Regions from separate parts of the Gossypium hirsutum genome. Here region 1 is linked to region 2. Evidence: chromatin contacts called from public Hi-C data. All regions are on one chromosome and are shown on one strand. The core of a region is the stretch at or near the end of the contact, and the rest is flanking DNA. Distances in the headings are between cores, read along the strand shown. Region 1 holds the start of LOC107962490 (ubiquitin-fold modifier 1). Region 2 has its middle 13 kb from the start of LOC107962487.

Evidence for each region. A called contact is a pair of places that touch in the nucleus more often than the background predicts.
Region 1: a Hi-C map of leaf shows a contact between it and region 2, with 2.2 times the contacts expected there. The contact joins the promoter of LOC107962490 here to the enhancer-like site in region 2. A contact is called at or near these places in 3 of 34 Hi-C or Micro-C datasets (callus and leaf).

The regions. Positions count from the first base shown.
Region 1 is chrA06:6,826,143-6,829,957 of Gossypium_hirsutum_v2.1, reverse strand. It overlaps LOC107962490 (ubiquitin-fold modifier 1), which reads left to right and starts at 2,434. Exons shown (of 4, transcript XM_016898898.2): 1 at 2,434-2,617; 2 at 2,732-2,829. The coding sequence starts at 2,550.
Region 2 is chrA06:6,737,406-6,741,582 of Gossypium_hirsutum_v2.1, reverse strand. No RefSeq gene overlaps it. Among protein-coding and RNA genes, the nearest start is that of LOC107962487, 13 kb to the right of the region's middle. Within about 2 kb of position 2,157, at least 4 of the 9 cell types and tissues checked have an H3K27ac peak or open chromatin away from gene starts, as enhancers often do. A contact at or near this core is called in leaf, where this site is marked.

The DNA.
Region 1 (3,815 bases), core at 1,185-3,684, 88 kb before region 2:
ATTTTTAACAAAAAAATTAATTTATTCTTTGATCTAACGTACAAAAACTAATTTACTCATTTTTAATAGAGAAAACTAAATGTAATCTAACCTGTAATACGAAAATTTTCGTAATACTTTTACCGAATGATGTCATGCGAAGTTCTATATAGCATTTAAAAGCACTTTCGTGGTGCTTTAAATTCTTGGGAAGATAATAGCTTTGGGTAGACCAAAAGCTTCTAAATCTTTCAATGGATGTATTGTCCCACGTGCTTAAAGGATGTTTCATTGAAGAATCCCTTTCTTTTTTCTTTTTTTCCATCCTCCTCATCATAAAATCGAGAATATCCTCAATCAATTGAGTTAAGCTTCAATTTTTTTTTATTAAAACACTATTTTACACCTAATATAAACATAGCTCTAATAATCTTAATTGAATTATGAAAGATAATTGTTAAGTACGAATAAACTGCACTTAAAAAAATCTAAAATAATTTCAACGATCAACTAAGTTAAGTTTTAAGTTCTATATTTTATTCAAATCTCGTTAGATAATCTTAATTTCATTATGAATATCAATGGTTTTCAATGAGGTATTAACTTAATAGTAAGGTTGAAGTTTTGAAAACTCTGAGATTCAGGATTCAAGTTTAACTATGTGTAAATACCATATGTAAGTTCTCAATCAAAATTTAATTTAAGTTTTACGATATATGAATCTTGTTTAATCATTATTCTGATGATCAATTTGATGATGATATTGCATGTATTTGTAACCTAAAAAATGGATGAAAGTGAAATGGTAAGTGCAAGGAAACTAGATACACTGAAAGAAAACTCCATGAACCAAAAATAGCTTTACTTGAAGGAAGGAGATGAATGATAGAGTAAGTGGGATGGTGAAGGACCATGTAACATGGGAAGGGTCAGACCAGAATCTAAGGCTTGGCCCAGCCATTGTGCCATTGGCTCCATCTTCCATGTTCTCTTCTCTGCCTTCCTTTTTCCCTTTTTTATTTTCTCCAAAAAGTTCGAGCTGACTACATACATTTTTATGACTTTCATATATAATTTTATGGTAATCTCCAAAAGCGCATAATTGGGTATCATATCTTCTTCATTGGGCCCTCAAAGTACTAAAGCTAAGGGCATTGCCGGCCCATCTCAACCTAACACCCCAACTCAAGTGTTTCTCAATCATTATTAAATAGAAAATATCTGTCAATTGAATCTTAATTCGGTTGACATTGGTCAGTGAATCTTAATTCGGCTGATATTGGTATTATTATCAATATAAGAGACTGAATCATATATATTCTCTTATTTAAGGGTTGAGAAAAAAAATATCTTAAAAAATTTGAATTTAATTTAATTGATTTTTTTCGTTAAAATGAGTTGGAATTTTAGAATTTGTAATTTTTTATCTCCAAATTTGAGTATTGACTTTGGGCAAGCAACATAAAATTAATTTTTTTTAAAAATATTTGGATAATGTGTTTTTAATAATTCATGAAATTGTAGTTCCTCCCTAACCCATAAATAAAAAATAATGTGTTTCAATGCACTCGAAAACACATCCTCTTAAATTGATAACAATGCTCATGTTAATCGAACTAAAATACAATCCATATTCATTTACTTATTTTTTATGTGTAGGTTATATGTTGATGAATTTTTTTAAAATCATATAATTTATTTGTCATGTTTATGAATTTATAATAAAACATGTTCGCAAACCATTAAAAATATGTTCATAATATAATAATTATATTATAATATATAAAATAAAAAACACCAATGATAAAAAAAGTTATTAATCTAATCATAATATTCGTTATTTTATACAACTGGATAAATGAATAGAGACCATAAAAATAAACTATTTATGAATGAATATCATATATTCATTTTAAATTGCTTCATCATCGCTTAAAATTTTTAAATAGACTTATATAAAATTAAAAAAAATACAAAAATAATTAAAAATAAAGATATAATTCTTAAAAATTAAAAAAGTTTCTAGTGGCTCAATTTCAAAGTATCACATTATTACACTTTAATAGAATCCAAATTTAGGGATTAAATTGGATAAAAATTATCAAATTTTGAAACTAATGTGAACAAAAAAATCAGAGGCCATAGTTGGAAAAGTTACAAGTTGAGAGACTGGGCACTAAATGTTCCTTTATTCCTATTCATTTTTCCTCTCCAAATCTAGTATTTAATTAACAAACTTTAAGGACTAAACTGGGAACTCTGATAACGTTAGAGACTAAAGTAGGAAAAAAATTTAAGGACTAAAGTGATAAAAACGGTATACTTCAAGGACTAAAGTTTGCATTAAGATTTTAATTAATTATATAATCAGAATATTTCTAATCAAAGGTCCAGGCCCAATGAACCCAGCTCCTTTTTAGGCCAAAACCCAGCCCATTCGAAGTCGATTTTTTTCACTGTTTTTCATTTATAGCGATATCTATATATTAATTTCGAGAAATTTAATTAAAAAGATTATATATAATCAGATCTCTTTTTGTTGGGAAAATTTCAGAAAGCAAAGGAGAGAAATGGCGAGCGGAGGAAAAGTGTCATTTAAAGTCACTCTTACCTCTGATCCTAAGCTCCCTTTCAAAGTGTGAGTTCTTTTTTTTTTTTTTTGGGGGGGGGGGAGGGTTCGATCGCTTGATTTAATTTTCCCTAATTTTGGTTATTAATCTTGATTTTTTTTATATGATTTTCGTAATTGCAGGTTTAGCGTGCCTGAAGCAGCCCCTTTTACAGCCGTCTTGAAATTCGCAGCCGAGGAATTCAAAGTCCCTCCTCAAACCAGTGCTATCATCACCAATGGTAATTCAATTCGTTCCTTCTACTCTTTTTCTTTTTTGGATTTAAGTATTGATTTTGGTGATTTTATATTTCTTTCTGCATGTTTCAATTAAATCACATGCTTTTTTTTGTTAAATTAGGATTTGGGAATTGGAAGATGTAAACTGGCTTAGATTAGCAAATTTGCCCTTTTTTAAAGGAAATCGAAATAATTGGTGAATTAGGCAGAATTCAATTTAGTACAATCTGATTTTCTTAGGCAACTATGATGAAAAAAAATACGTGATCAAAATAATTGTTTTTCTTTTAATATTTTGATAGAATTGGCAGATGTTATATGCTTTTTTGTCAAGTGCAATCTCTTTATTTATTTTCTATTATGTTATTTAAAGTGTTTTTTTTTTAACATTTGGGCTATTTTTTTTTCTTAGCTATATTATCTTGTTCCCCTACTTAAAATTCATCTGTATTCACTTATTTGTGGCTGCAAACATTGTGTTAATTTCATGAGAAGTTGTCAACTATGGTTAAAGGCTATTCATTGTTTTTCAATGTGCAATGTTTTTTCTCCCTACCTGGAGCAAAATGGGTCATAAGTCAATCAGGGTTGTTCGGTCTTATTGATTAGTAATGACATGAGAGACTTGTACAGAGGAGCACATTACGGTGCTCCATTTTTTCTATACATATGGTTGTCATTTAGTTAGATTAGCTAAAATATCAAGCAGGCCAAGACAATGAAAAGACACTATATGCTCTTTAGCAAACAATTAAAAATGGCCTAATCAAGTTCATCATATTTGAAAGGATTCATTATCTTCTGCTTGAAATTTGGTTCTGTTTGTCGATAAATGATAGTTGGAACCGATTGTTGATAAATCAAAACTTTGCCAAGGTTAACTCTCCATAAGCAGCTTTGGCTCCATTTTTATCATTTACTTTTCAATAATCATAGTTGCAACTATGTTGTTTTAAATATAAATGTGTATATAGTTGGGATCAGCTGG
Region 2 (4,177 bases), core at 908-3,407:
AATAGTATTTCATTATTATATTTTTGAAAGAACATATTATTTGAATAGATGGAACCATAACTTGAGTTATGTGGGACTAACCAAGGAGCTCCAAGATATCCAGCTATTGTTAGATCAACAATCGAAAGTCGAAGTTAATGTTTAAAATTTTTAATCAGATAGTATTTATGTAAGGATTTCAAAAATAATATTAGGTAGATAATAAACTTTATTATTTCGTGCTATAGTTTGAATGGATGTTATAATCCGATCCAAGAATTCAACAATGCATCCGATTCAAATTCTTGGTTAATCCCAATTCAACAATGCGGGGTGCGCTTTCAGTGCATCTTTCTACCATATTACTGAAAATGCGCCCTAGGCAGAGCGTTTTCCTTCTCTGATTTTTAACCCCCTGAAAAGTTTTTAGAATCCGGGAATCCTGATCCTCATTTTTAGATATCCCGAAATTCTCGAGATATTTTTAAATTAACCAATGCATATTTTTATTTTCTTTTTTACTCGTTGCCCACCCTATTGCCTATATAAAGGGGGTTTTGTTCCCCCTACTCCATCATCGCTCTCGACTACCTTTCCTCACTCTTAAAAACTTCTCTACGTTATTGTTTATATTTTACTTGCAAGTGTTTAACTTTTTTTCTAGATATATTTATTTCATTTTGAGGGAGATAGTATGCTAGTTTTACGGTGTGTATGTGTTCATGGTGATGTGATGGCACTCTGAGACCCACGTATTCCATATGTTGTGTCAGGACGAAACCATTGCATTAAAAGTCCATCGCATTGCAACTCAAGCTCTGAGTTCGAGGTGCCAATACGGTCATGGGTTGTAGTCTAACTACGAGTCCTAGTTGATGGACATTAATGTATGGTCTCGAGTTGGAGTATAACTCAGGAGCCCACTTGACAGTGGTTATGTGGTCATAAGTTCAAGTTCTGCCTCATCGGAAGTGGATGGCTTGTAAAACCAATCCATAAGTTGGAGATCATAATTGTGGGGATAAACTCAGGGACTTTCCAGTATAATTCACTTGTTCCTTTTCTCCATCACCACTAAAGGCAGAATCATCAACTTTCCTCTTGTTTGAAATCGATGACGAAGTTGGGAGCAAGTACATTGTTAGGGGGTGAGTGACTATTGCATTAGACAAAAGCTGAAGGTAGTTTCAGGTCTACAGTGATTGTTGTGATTAAATCACTCATTAAAATAACTACAATCGTCGCTGCCTTGACTTGACCTTTAGCTTCTTTCCATCACTACAGTCACTCACCCCTTGACAGGGCTCTTGTATCCAACTCTGTCACTGTTTCAGACGATAGGGATGTTATGAATCTTGTTTTTGGTAGTGAAGGAGAAAATTTATAACTTGGTTATACTGGAAAGCCCTTGAGTTTTTCCCTACGATTATCATTTCAAACTTCTGTATCGGGTTTACAAACCATCCTCTTCTGGTGATGTGGAACTTGAACCCATGATTGCATAATAATTGTCAAATGGAATCCCAGGTTATGCTCCAATGTGTGACCCCACATTAACATCCGTCAACTAGGAACCTTTATTATACTACAACTCATGACTGTATAAGCACTGTGTACTCGAAGCCTGAGTTACAATGCGATGGATTTCTAAGGCAATGGTTCCATCCTGACACGAAAGTAGAAATGTATATGTCTCCCAATGCTATTGCATAACCGTCAACTAAAATATACCTTTAAGCTTTTACAATATCTATATCAAACACAAATATAATTAAATCGATCTCCCCATATTTCCAACCCTAAACCATAAATATCCTAAAAAAATCCTAAACCTGTCCGAGAAAAAAAAGTGAAATGTATCTTATCTCTCCAAAATCAAACTATTCCAATAAATATCACAAAAATACCTATTCTGTTAATTTTTTTAAAATCCGGCATTTTTGCCTAATTTAGCCAAACATAAAGGCAACTTCGTGGTATAGCCGAACATTTAACATGGGTGTCTTTGAATGATTGTTCGAAAGTGAGGGGACAGAAAAGGTCGCATGTAACCAACCGTTGATTATCATTTGAGGAGAAATATTACACGTGTCGAAAAATTAGAGCATCAGACGTCATGATCAGACATCAGACGCTAGGAACAAAATTTTGTTCTACAGTTCACGAGGCTGGTGGGTGAGTTATGGATAGCAGATAACCTCGTGATCTGGTTGAAATGCCGCCACGTGTTACCACGTCAGTTCTGTCCACTTTTTTTTTTGACTGTCTTTGTCAAAATACAAAATAAATAAAACAAACGAAACACGGTTTATCCAGTGATCTTATGCGTGGCGGTACACGTTAACAATCAGTGTAGTTGCCCTCTAACTTCACAGCCAATAAAAGCGACCGCTCAACTAGTGGAGAAAATGACACTTTAAATAAATAAAAAAAGGTAAAAAAATATGCGTATTTTACAAAATAATATTCCACACGGCGCTTGTTAACGAAGGAGGCTAAAAATTCTAAGATGTCAACCATTATTGGATGTTCTAATTACAATCTTCCCTACCAATTACGTACTAATTATAAATTTGTTTTAAATTCAATGTTTTTTGACTTAATTTTTGGTCAAATGTTATACAAATTCAATAAATAAAATAATCACAATTTTTAATAGTTTTATTAAAGATTCTGATCATTTCTGTTATTTTTTCACAGAATACTTGAAATTATCTAAAGTCCCTCTCTAACCCATAAATAAGAGGATAATATGTTTCAATGCACCCGAACTCACGTACTCCTGTATTGGCAATAATATTCATACCAATCGAGTTAATACTCAATCAGCTCAAAAAAATTTCTTTTATCATCACATTTATCCATTTAAACATGTAATTTAATTTTATAGTGTATACAAATTTAGACTCCTTTTCTTTAATAAAACAAAAAAAATATCATATTCATACAAAATTTGAAAAATTATTAATTAGTGAATAATCAAATGTCTTTAAACATGCATGGGTTATGAAGAATAAATAAATAAAACAACTATATAACATATGATTTTCTTAAGTGTTGTTTTTAAAATTAGTGAATCAACTCACATAATCACGTTCTTAAATTAACTATTTTTAACATATGATATGTTGTTATATATAATATTTATTATCTAATTAATTTACTCAATATTTTCACGTTTTATTCTAGAAATATAATTAAATAAGAATGGTTAAGTAATGGAGTATCTAATTTTTTATTTAATTAAATCTTGTACTATATAATAATAAAAATATATATTTATTAAAAATTTATATAACAATAACGTAAAGTTCAAGAATTAAAATTTATAATTTTTTAAGTTGAAATCTTAGTATATGATAGATTTTATTGAGTTTATATAAGGATAAAATACATTGTAATAATATAATTTACTTGGTATAGAAAAGAGTTTTTAATTATTTTTTAATTAATTTTATGTTTAATTAATTTGTGACGTTATTTTAATTAAAGATTTTAAATACAATATAGATAATATAATAAATATATTATTTGTTTTATAAATTAGTTGCGTTTTAATATTAAATTCTATTGAGAGTATTATAATTAATATATATTATTTAAACATTTAATTAAGTTCGCTATAACTTAATTAGATATTAAATTAGTTGTGAAACGATAAAAAAGCCTATTTATTTTATAAAATGTGTTATATATTATTATAAATGTGTTTTTATTTCTTAAAATTATTTATATAAATCAATAAAAAATTTACCATTTATACGGATTATTTTAATTTTTATTTAATTTAGAAAAATAAAAATAAAAGAATCGTGAAAAATATAAACTTATTTGCCAAAAGAAAAAGATACCAACTTAAATAAATAAAACAATATTGATAAAAAAAAAGAAAAAAAAAGGGCGTCGTAAAAGGACAAAACGGTAAGAGCATTGAGCAAGTGGGCATAGAGAGCTTAGCCTCAAACGAGGGCATCCTATCCTATACCCACTATTGTCAGTACAATGACGCATCCCCGTACTGTCCTACAGGTGATTCCACACATTTGTAGAAGTAGAACCTTCTCTCCGTTTCCCCGTTTCCGTTAAACCACTATATTTGGCAATGACATCGTTAAAAAATAGATAAATTACTATTAAAGTTATTAAATTATTAATAAATTTATATTTTAGTCATTTAACTTTAAAAAGTTATAAAATG